Linked DNA regions of Gasterosteus aculeatus: region 2 is linked to region 1. A link is a contact called in public Hi-C data. All regions are on one chromosome and are shown on one strand. The core of a region is the stretch at or near the end of the contact, and the rest is flanking DNA. Distances in the headings are between cores, read along the strand shown. Region 1 holds the start of wipi1 (WD repeat domain, phosphoinositide interacting 1). Region 2 overlaps rgs9a (regulator of G protein signaling 9a).

What was found. A called contact is a pair of places that touch in the nucleus more often than the background predicts.
Region 2: a Hi-C map of blood and trunk muscle shows a contact between it and region 1, with 2.5 times the contacts expected there. The contact joins the enhancer-like site here to the promoter of wipi1 in region 1. A contact is called at or near these places in 5 of 6 Hi-C or Micro-C datasets (blood and trunk muscle, liver, skeletal muscle and 1 more).

What each region holds. Positions count from the first base shown.
Region 1 is chr11:1,258,609-1,264,482 of fGasAcu3.hap1.1, reverse strand. wipi1 (WD repeat domain, phosphoinositide interacting 1) reads right to left here and starts at 3,401. Exons shown (of 13, transcript XM_040191061.2): 1 at 2,808-3,401. The coding sequence starts at 2,896. LOC120828306 (actin-related protein 2/3 complex subunit 1A-A) reads right to left here. Exons shown (of 10, transcript XM_040191820.2): 9 at 5,415-5,505; 10 at 4,359-4,525. The coding sequence ends at 4,520.
Region 2 is chr11:1,313,550-1,319,423 of fGasAcu3.hap1.1, reverse strand. It overlaps rgs9a (regulator of G protein signaling 9a), which reads right to left. Exons shown (of 17, transcript XM_040190723.2): 15 at 5,256-5,394; 16 at 4,824-4,906; 17 at 3,316-4,582. The coding sequence ends at 4,426. cog1 (component of oligomeric golgi complex 1) reads left to right here. Exons shown (of 16, transcript XM_040190722.2): 14 at 599-680; 15 at 805-822; 16 at 2,277-2,467. The coding sequence ends at 813. Among protein-coding and RNA genes, the nearest start is that of cog1, 15 kb to the left of the region's middle. Within about 2 kb of position 2,288, at least 1 of the 9 cell types and tissues checked has open chromatin away from gene starts, as enhancers often do.

The DNA of each region.
Region 1 (5,874 bases), core at 2,152-4,651:
TTACAAGGTTCTCACCAGGCAGCCCACCGGTGGTGAAATGTGTGGTAGAAGACGTGAGCTCTATTGGGAACAGGGCAACCGGCTAAAGTTCTAGTCAAACAACCCTCACAATAAGTTCTTTGCCAACTTCAATATTTTCACTTACTAGTTTTGAGTTGTTGTAGACATGTAGTAGTTAATTTGGTGCGAAGTGGCCCAAGTTATGATGGACACGTGATAACTTCTTGACCCTCACCAGTCAGGCTTGATGCCACTCAACAAAGACTGCGCTCCTTATTACTATTACTGTCATCATAAACCGACATTACCCTTTCCTTTAAGTCATTAAGTCTTTCCTGGCTTGCTACTCACAATTATTTGAATCATTTCTGTCATAGGAATTGAATGTATTATACATTCATTCTGTACACGTGGCATCCATTGTAGTCTGTCCATCCCAGGAGGGGATCCTCCTCCTTCTCCCTCAGGTTTCTTCCCTTTTTACCATGGAAGGGCTTTTCATTTGTTGGGAAGCTTTCCGTGTGGCGATGTGTGGGTTTCAGGACAGAGCATGTCACATGTGCACAGACTGTAAAGCCCTCTGAGGCTGATTTTGGGTTACACAAAATAAAAAATGAATTGAATTGAATCCACTCATATAGCTTCTCCTACCATTGCTTTGCTGATGACATCCAACTGATAACTTGTCTTTTCCCCAAATTGAGACACCGGTACAAGAATAAATCTCCGCCTGTTTGACTGACATCTCTCAGTGGATGGCCGCACACTTCCTGAAGGTTAGCCAAGACTGAAATTATTTTCCTTCCAGGGAAAGGCTCACCCATTTGTTGGGCTCTCAAGGGAGATCACACTCCTTTGTTCTATGAATCAAAAGAGTCATCTGGCTCAAATTTAAAAATCTAAAAGTATTTAATAACAAAGTGATAAGGAATATAATTACAAAGTGAAATACAATGCAAATTCTAACGGTCCTTTCCCCGCTTTGGTCATTTGAAAACTCCTGAGGTGTGTCTTTTATGTGCATTAGAATGTCATTGGCTTCTCCTTCAAACGTGTCTCCTCCTGGATTGTCCCCTTCACGTCCAGGTGTGAAGCTGTAACCTGAAACCTCTCTGTCTTATCTGTCCCTCACATTCCAATACACTCAATGTAGATACATTTGGCTTTATGCCTCAATGAGTGAATATAGCAAAGTATGCATAGTTTGTCTTCATCTTACACCTTAATTACACCACATCATTAATGATCACAGTTCATCATAAGGTTTAACACAGTTTATGTGGTGAAATACTCAAGATATCTGCCTCACTCGGCTGTCTTGCATTCAGTTGCTCATCTACTACCTGACAGGAGAAAAACTCTCCCCAAAAACCCTATTTGGGGATAAAATTGGGAGAAATCCATAAAGGACGGGACTTAGCATCCGTCCCCAGGTTTTACCATCACATTGTGACAGAATGTTAATGTGTACAGTGTTTATATGATTTACATGACTATACATTGTGTTGATTCATATTGCATTCACTTAATCTTACAAGCTAATGTAATAACTAATATCTAATAACACACACACTACAATTCTATCACTAAAGATTATTACACGTATTATAATTTCTACCACTAGGGGTGCTCTTCCACTTAAATCCCTAACACCATCAACCACCTGTCTGTTACCGTTGACAGCTGCGTCCTAACCTTAGTGTGACACTCTGCCAACATTACAGCAACACCAAGTTCTGTAGATACATCAGGAGAATGCATCCCCGTACAGGCTATGGGCTGTGACCAACTCCCTCCTAGCAGCTCTCAGTGCCAGCCAACCTCATCAAGAATGCAGCAGCTCTACTGGTCTTCAGCCTAAATGCAGCCACACTACATCGCTGCTACGCTCCCTTGGGCGGTACCCGTGGCTGCCCGGATCCGTTCCAAACATTGATACTCGCGTGTATAGTGTGATGTGATTTGGTGTGATGTGATGAAATCTGGTGTGCTGTGGTGTGATGCTAAAGGGTCTCCTACCAATGAGGAACACAGGAGCACAACGTCTGTTAACGCTCTCTTGTTCCTCTGGATGAAATGATCATGTGACATACATGTTAACAGGTCATATTTAGCTTGTAGTCCAAGCTGACGGTTTGTCCTGTCTGAGACGGTGGTTGTTTTCTTAATGGCCACCTGTGTCTTCTTCCTCCGCCATGATCTTAACATTCCTTTACCGTGTCAACCCACGGGACCGCACGCCTTGCACCTTCTGAACAAACTGAGCGTGTGACACGTGCATATTTTACTCTGATCCGCTCCACATTCTGTCAAGTAAAGACTTGATATTTGGGAAAGGAATGCGTAATGATATGCACATACCTGCACATGCAAATCACGTTTCTTGTGCATGTCCTCGTGCATGGCATTGAAGCACCCCAGTGATCCAGCAGAGCTGCTATTACAGATGTTACCTTGGTTACAGCTGCAGATTAGAGGCCTGACACTTGAATGAAAACAGTCGGCTTGATGAAGGGTTTGTGCAGCAGAGGCCCACTAGAACAAGTCCGATCGACAGCTCCAAACTCCCATAAGGAAAAACAAAAACGCCTCGATGAAATCAGTATGACCTCACTAGGGTCACTGGCTCACACTCCTGAGGTTTCCATTGTGATGTGTCAAACGTGAGAACGTAAGTCTGATGTAATACTTTGGTGAGCAAAGACACCTTTTGAAGGCGGATCGTATGCTTGGTCTCGCTCCCGGGGAGAAATGAGGCGGATGGGTGTCTCGTGGACACGCCAGCTGGGGGGGTCCTGCTTACTTACGTGGAGTCTTGGTTGAAAGAGGCGCAGCCGAACTGCATCCCGGGTGCGTCCGGCCCGCCGGGCCCGTCGGCACCGTCTCCGGTCTCCATCCCGATGCCCAGCGTCCTCCTTCCCTCCGCCCGCCCTGGATTGGAGGCCCGGGATCGGCTGCACCTCTTCGCTCGATCTCGGCGGAAGACGACTCCAATTTGGCAGAAATGTGTTCCGCGGAGGAGAAGAAAAGCCGCGGAGGAGCGTCCGTTTCACCGCGGCTGCTTGCGGACGTCGCTCGTCCAGAACCTGGAGGAGGGACGAGGAACACTGAAGCAAAACAAGAACAGCTGACGGCCGACGTCACCGCTCCGCCCCTTGCGATTGGTTGGCGCCCAAACCCGCTGTCGCTGGTTGAATGGCGTGTTTTCATTGGCTGGTGGAGCGGAGCGGGTTCTACGTGTGTCCGTCCACTCGGGCTGTGATCGCGTCGCTAACACACAGGATACACAAAAACACGAGCGTGTTTACGGTCTAAAAACACGGGTCCGGGCCCTCAATCAAAAGAGATCACTCCGGTTCAGCGTGCATGTGATCAAATGGCTTTTCGTTTGTCCAATCACGTGATAGATCACGTGACAAGTCTTTGGATTGGCCCGATATCACCGACGCTGGGCGGCGGTGTGGAGACGATTTCTTCTAAACACAACTCATCACGTCTCAGAGGTACATGAAGTACTTTTAGACCTCATCTCAAAGGGTACATTTAGTACTGTTCAACTCAGAGGTACATGAAGTACTTTTAGCAGTGTGAGATGCATGTAGTGGTAAAACATGATGTAAACATGTGTCCGGTGCTAAGAACCGGGTCGCAGTGGTTGACCCTGAGATGGAGACATAGAAAGATTTCGGGTTTGCAGCTGTGTTTGGGGAAGGGGGTCATCTTGCTCTCACAGACCTTCGATCAGAGGAGCATTGTTTTTTACCCTCAGCTCCACCTGAGTTCTTATCTCAACTTGATTCGTGGCTTCTCGTAACTGGCACTAAGAACTGTCTTCGAGTGTATAAAAACTCAGCGTTTTTACTGCTCGGCGACGCCATTACACCGGGCGCTGAGATACGTGCTGGTGTGTTGGACCTCCTGCTGCAAGCAATAGTTAGAGACAGATATCTGCAGAGAATTGCTCGCGTAATCTTTTTCTCTTCTAAATAAATGTTTTGACTTTAATTGACCAACGTGCTGGATCCTTCTCATCAACCGACTCGGGGGGATCGGAGATCCTGACAGCAGAAACCTCCCTCTGGACATCAGGCAGTTTGACAACCCTGAGGATGTTATCAGTAGTATTTTCTCCAAGTTTAGAAAGCACAACCAATGTTACAGCAGACGTTACTGTACCACATTAACATATCATGAATCCTTGCTAACTGATGGGTCAGTTCAGTGCAGTGATCCATCAGAAGCAACAGCAGCAGTGGAGTGATGATACAAAGATAAAGTAATAGACTAAATGAATACATGCAGTACAATGAGTCAAATACCAACACACTGAATACATAACATGACAAGACATCGTCTGTCTTGTAAATATCCTCTTTATTTACCAAAACTTTTTTCATTGACAAATATAGTTTCCAGTTGCTCAGAAGCACTTCAGTAGTTCCATGGTGGCCGTCATGTTGCATAAAGGTATGTTTGATGCCGGGGTTGGGGGTTGAGTCTCTGACCCCTCAGTGGTGCTTCAATGCTGCACAAAAAGAGCGAGAACATGTTGGAAGCACCACGCAGCTGTACTGATCTCAGGAGATGATGTACATGAGTTTTTCTCTGCCCATCTGATGGTTCCAGGAAACACGGGATGTCGCATACAGACCGTAGAGCCCGCTGAGGCAAATTTGTAATGGGATTTTTGGCTTTACAAAATAAGCGTGAAATTGAATTGATGTTGCTACATGTTTGCATTGTAGCCGATAGCTGACACTGGGTGAATGCACACGTATTTGTTTGGCCTGATGAAGCTCATCCTTTGCTAGCACAGGGATCCATCACTCCCTCATCCGCTTCTCTAAGAGGGCCAAGTGCACTTCATAGCTTTATAAAACATTTGCTTGATCACAGGTATTTTGGGCTTCTAAGGTAAGTTATTTTTTTGCCATTGGCCTGAATAGGGGCTTACACAGCCAATGATCAATGGGATCCATGAACCAAACATACAGATTAAATCGGAGTTGGAAAGAGTTGTCCTGTGCATCCTTTGGGGTACCAGGTTATTTCTGTACCGTGATACAAATTAGGTGATTAGGTTCCACGTCAGTGTGATACGTGAGCGTGGAGCTTTATTCCTAACATAGCAAACAGTAGTTACCAGAACTTATGCTTCTCGTTTTTTAAACTTTAAATCACATTTCGTGCAAATGGATTTTGCTCAGTTATGTTACAGTTGAGACACATTTTCAATAGAATAAAGAAATAGATATGTGATTATTTACAGAATATTCACCTTCAATTACAGTAAATAAACTCCAATAAAAGTCGCTCAACGCTTAAGATGATTAGATAATAGTAAAACTGAGTGATACAAATCTTTACAGCAAAAGGAATAAATGTGGTTTCACTTATGTGTTTGACGCCTGTACCTTAAAATCCCAGATCACCATGGCTCCATCCAGACCCACACTGCTGTACTTCTGCACTTTGGCTCTCTCCCCAGACACAACACACAGCTGACTGCAAAACACAACACAACGCGTGCACACACGGTTTACAAAGATGCATCCATGGAAGTTTCCCTATAGGTGTTCTAATTAAAGACAAAGAAACCCAGAGTTTCACACAGAGCAGCATAGTGCACATGCTCCCTGATTCATGTAGATGTACGAACCAAGTCCCCCTCATTTTCCAGAGTATTTTAAGTTTAAGTGACCCTTTAAGTGAAACTAAGGGACCGTAATTCTCTCACGTTACCCAGAGCATCAATACATATAGTGCATCCAGCAAGCCCCATGTTTATGAGGTCATAAAGCAGCTGGAATAAAGGAAAGGTCCAACGTGCACGAGGCTCTAGCTCTGCATCACACTACACAACCCCACCGGCAA
Region 2 (5,874 bases), core at 1,039-3,538, 56 kb before region 1:
GGGAGTCATTATTCCCAATGTATCCACAGTGATGTATGCCTGTTTTAAAAGTGAGAGCCAGGAATTTAATTATAATTGCAAAATTATATATATTGCGCACTTTTATTTATGCAAACAATTTAAACAAATATGTTTTTTAGCCGCAGAACTCCATTAGCAGTTAAAACATTTCTTTTAAATGACATTTTCCTCTTAGCCTACATACTTGCCAAATATTGAGATTATTTTACAGCTAAATCTCAAATATAAAACCAAAGATATTTTCCACTGCGAGGGCATTCGTTTGTTATGGCAAAGCAACTTGCATTATAACAGTAAACTTCTGAGCAGTTAGTTAATGCTTTAAGTATAAAGTCAAACTTTAAGGTACTCAGAAAAACAGATGTTCAATAGAGTTTGGAGGAGTTTGTTTAGCATAAGAAGTCTGAATAACTTCTCCATAAATAAGGACAAACTCAACATAACCATTTCTTTTATGACATGTTATATGTGAACTCAAAATCGGAAATTGGCTGCATTTTATTTCCAATCCAGAATGTCTGATCGAGAATTCAGTACCGAGGAAGTATTTTAATAATGGTTGTTCGATGTTGTGCAGGTTCGGGTTGTTGCCTCTCAGCACGTCCAGTGTGCGTAAATCCAAGTCAGCCCCCCGGAGCTGTGACGCTGCTCTCCAGCTGGTGAGTGACAGACCTGGAATCAGATATCTGAGTCTCAGTGTTTCACATGTCGACTACCACAGGATGGTCCTTGTTTTGTTCAACTCTGGGAAAAATGTTTCTCTTTCACCTTCTGCCCTCCCAGCGTTTTTGAGATGCACAGGTAAGTGTGTGCGTGTGTTCTTAGTGGTGACTTGGTTTAGTGCCACAGGGCTTCATAACTGATATATATTGTGATATTTCTCACTAATCTGCCACCCTGCTTGTGCTCGTCATGTAGTTTGGGATCAGACTAAAGTCTGGAGAACTCCTTGGGGTAGCAGAGGACGTGGGCTGTTCTTACCTGTTTTTAAATGGACCAATCACATCTTTAATGAACGCATTATTGGTCGAGTTTGTCTTGGCAGCAGAAAAAGAAAAAAGCAGATGTCCCTATGCAGCTAAAGTTGTGATTGGTCGAAAACTTTCTCTTTTAAAACTTATCCATCAAAAATGCCTCGACAAATCACACTGGCATCTGAGGAAATAGTTTTTAATACTCATTAGCTGTCTCAACAGTAACATGATAACAATGTCAGTTGGCTTTGAGCTAATAGAGTGTTTGGGGTAAGCTAGGCTAACAATGTTCTGTCTCCGTACAGGCTACACACAGGGGAAAATCTATTTCAATCAACCGTTTTCTTTAAATGGTCTGACTGTTCGTTGGGGCTCATGAACATCACGTCGGCGGTTCAGTGAATCATTGGGTCCAGAGGTCCATGATAACTGTTTGAAACCATTTCAAGAATCTTCTGGAAACCGAGAAAGTAGTCCGCACGAGTCCTCAGTTTGTGTATTTACTAGACATGATCCTCGGAGGGCTCTCGCACTGGACATTCAGCATGCTACGGTAGTAGCCCTTATGTAAGCCTAGATTATTTAACTTTATTTGACTGTTTGGAATCCAATGCTGAAATACTGGAGTGTTAGCATGGAGCAGCACCGGTGTTAGCAAGGAGCAGCACAGGTGTTAGCAAGGAGCAGCACAGGTGTTAGCAAGGAGCAGCACAGGTGTTAGCAAGGAGCAGCACAGGTGTTAGCAAGGAGCAGCACAGGTGTTAGCAAGGAGCAGCACAGGTGTTAGCATGGAGCAGCACAGGTGTTAGCAAGGAGCAGCACAGGTGTTAGCAAGGAGCAGCACAGGTGTTAGCAAGGAGCAGCACAGGTGTTAGCATGGAGCAGCACATTTGTTAGCAAGGAGCAGCACAGGTGTTAGCAAGGAGCAGCACAGGTGTTAGCATGGAGCAGCACATTTGTTAGCAAGGAGCAGCACAGGTGTTAGCATGGAGTAGCACAGGTGTTAGCATGGAGCAGCACATTTGTTAGCATGGAGTAGCATAGTGGGATCTAGCTAGCCCTGATCCAGGACTGTAATGCTACAAAACAGTGCTGGATTGTTCCTTTACAGTTTTACTAAACTACAAACATTTCAATCATTTTCATTATTCATCACTGAGGAGTTTGATGGGTGTTTGTAACCAAAATGTCCACATCAGAAGATGTCTAGATCAAGACTTAGTCCTGACCAACACTGGAGTTGTATGTTGTACAACCTGACGTGTCTCCTTCCTCCGGCAGGCGACTCCGTCCTCCCTGGCAGACGGTGAGGACAGCTTCCGTCCCGGCAGCCTGTTCAGACAGCTGGCCGATCAGGACGGGGACACGGCCACTCAGTCTTTATTCAAACTCAGCTGGCTGTCTGGCATGGCCAAGTAACCCTTTATGGTCCAACTAGCAGAAACCTTGTAAATAATAAAGTGTATGTAAAAGATGTTTAGTTTTTTTTCCCCCACTACTACTATGAAATAAAGTGATTGAATTGATGGTAGAGCGGGTGTGCTGGGAAGCGCAAGGTTGTTGGTTCGAGTCCTGGCTGCCCCATGTCTCAAGTCGAAGTGTCCCTGAGCAACCCCTAATTGCTCCCCAGGCAAAATGTAAAAAGCCAGGGGTTTAAAATGTAATGTAAGTCGCTTTGGATAAAAGCGTCAGCTAAATGACCTGTAATGTAACATGATTATTACTGGGTATTTGCAATGCTTGCACTCCTGGGTTCATACTTAAACATGCACCAGCCAGGCGAGCAGCCCTCATTCTAGTCGGCGTACTGAGGGAATCAATCAGGGCTGTATGAGACCAAAATATCTGCAATTTAGATCGACCCTGCTGCTCTTCCTCTATACAGCCTCATAAAGCTTTAAACTTTTCACGGAGCACCATGAAATCCATCTTTAAAAAATGGAAAGAATACGGCCCAACCACAAACCTACCAAGAGAAGACCGTCCACCCAAACAAACAGACGAGCTGGACAAGGAGAAGATGAATCAGTTCAGCAACCAAGAGGCCCATGGTGACTCTGGAGGAGCTGCAAAGATCCACAGATGAGGAACTGGATCTGTCCACAGGACAACTATTAGCCATGTACTTAATGGGAGCCACTGATCTGCCCTTAATGGTGGAGTGGCAAGAAGAAAGCTGCTGTGCAAAGTCCACCATAACAAATCCTGTTGTTGAACAGCAACCAGTGGAAGACCAGGATGGAACATTCTGGCTTCAATGCAAAGCGCTGTGTGGAGGAAACACTGCCCATCACCCTGAGCACACCACGGCAACAGGGACACATGGTGATTTTACTTTAGTATAAAAAGGTTTGATAACACACGAGTGTGTTTGACACACTCAAACACAGCAAAGGCAGCTTATCTTTATCTCATTTATTACATTATATTGTGTGCAGATCCTCCAACAAATAATCATAGTAGCGTCATATGTATTATTATATGGTGCATTTCAACAGTGACGTCTTGCTATTCAGTATCTCCTTTACACTAAGAGGAAAGGGCAACGTATATGACGAAATATAACCTACAAGCGAGAATAAAAGCTGTTTAATGTTTGATTATTTATTAGAATTCCTTAAATTCAGCGTAAATCAGACAATTTTTAAAACAATTCACTTTAAGTAACGCGAGTTACATCTTCACTAAACTCTTATCAATGTATCACCATGTCTTATCAGTCGATATTGTGTTTCACTATTATTAATACATATTGCAAAGTCAAGTCAAACAGCCAACCTGCATTGTAATAATAAAAGCGAGTCAGCATTTTTACATGACGTACATGTCATCTTAAGCAGTACAAAAACACAACCTGGATCATTTCTCCCTGTGTGTGTGAGTGAAGGTGGTATAGTATTATGGGAGTGCATTGTGTAGTGTGTCGTAGTGCATTAGTACATATTAGTATACTAGTGTATTAGCGTATTAGTATACTAGTATATTAGTGTATAAGTGATTTTGCAATACTAGGGTATTAGCGTATTAGTATTTTAGTATACTAGTGTATTAGTAGTGTAGTGTTTTGATGCGGTATTGCCGATTTTACCAATAAGAAATAAATAAGAAAAATAGTGTCTGACGTCTTCTTTTTTTATATATTCTACGTCGTAGTAGTTAAATATTGTATTCTATTGGGTGGATAGAAGAACTATACATTTGAAAATACTTTGGGTTCATTAATAAAACATTAATATCCGTAACTTGATTATGAATATTAAACAAATAAGCTTTAGAATGCTCAATACGTATTACTGGTTATGGGTTTAAAACAAATTACAATTATTTATGGCAGATGCATAAATCTGCTCACTGTGCGGTCTTACTTGTTTCAATTGGGTTTGATTTCCAATCACACGTATACGTGTCCCTGTACTGTGAGACATGAAATCTACTTCTTCCTGTCTATTTTGCTCATCATGGCCTTGACGTCGACGGGAGCGGAGGCGGCAGCAGCCTTGGCCTTCTCCTCCTCCTCCTGCTGCCATACGATGACCGGATGGACGCCGAGGCTTCGGTTCTGAGCGTTCTGCTCCAGCTGTGCCGGACTGGGGCGGAGACAGAATCACGTCAGGAGGACTAGTCTCTCTCTGCGAAGCAGCTTCAGGCAGACGGACAGTGTTCTAAATGTCCGACCTAGTTGTACCTGCTTTTATGCCACTTTAGGTTATAATGTGTTTTAATATTTGAATGAGTGAGCATCGAACTGTGGGGCAGAAATGTCAGACTGCAGCGAGAACGTTACACAAATATTTTAAAAGATTTTGTAACGTGTGTAGAGCGACCAACCTGAAGTTATGAGGCGCAGGGCTCAGCGCGTTCTTTTGGGTGTCTTTGTACACGGGGGACTTGAGGTAACGGAAGAAGGTATCCTGTACCAATGAAAGCACATGAGACATGCTGACCTTCTACCTGCACATGCTTATTTCATTTACATACACATTTGTATTTGGATCACAAGTTATAGTACGAGTAACATGTTACATGTTAGAGCCTTGATTTAAAGGGGAGGGAGACTCCCCCTTTCCATTCATAAAAACATGTGGGTTTGGGGGTTGGTTGTCCTCCCAGACAGCCCCATTCATAATATGTTCCCGTCGACGGACCAATGGTAACGTCACAGACGTCAGAAGCCTGTCTCCTGGAGTGGGAACACTTTAGTCATCCAAGTGTCATTGGTCTATTTGAGTTGTAGGCTTTATTAGACACAAGAACGTGCACCTTTTTCATGAGCAGGAACACGTGTGTCTGGGCGGCTTCCAGCACGTAGCGGTGGGGATGATCCAGGCCTTTCACGGTCAGACCCATCGTCCTGCCATCAATGTTGATCCAGCGGGGGGCGCCGGGGGCCAGGAAGGTTCTAAGCACACAGACGCACAGGTTCAACATGTTGTTTCACATTAAGTTAGTTTGGGAATGTAACACTGATTGAATCTCAAATTATTACCCTAAATGCTGGCAAACTAATTTGCTCAATCAGCTAATAAAATGGTCAATGTGATCAATTAACACAACATATTCTGTACTGCCTGTGAAGCAGTAAAACAGATACAGTACCAGTGAAAGCTTTGGACACCCTGTCTCAGAATGAGAGGGTTGCTTTGCTGCTTTTGTTTAAACTAATTGTACATTTATTTTAGTGGTGTGATTATAAACTGTCTCTACAGAGCAGGAGGAAGCAGCATCACGCTGAAGGAGAACGATGTGTGGGGTGACATTCAGCTACTTGGACATATTCTGTAATATATTAAGTCACAGTTAAAATAGCTTGTATCCTAGAGAAGTTATTTAAGGCTCGGACGTCTTTTAGTATCCTCCAGACTCATAGCAAGCACCTGTT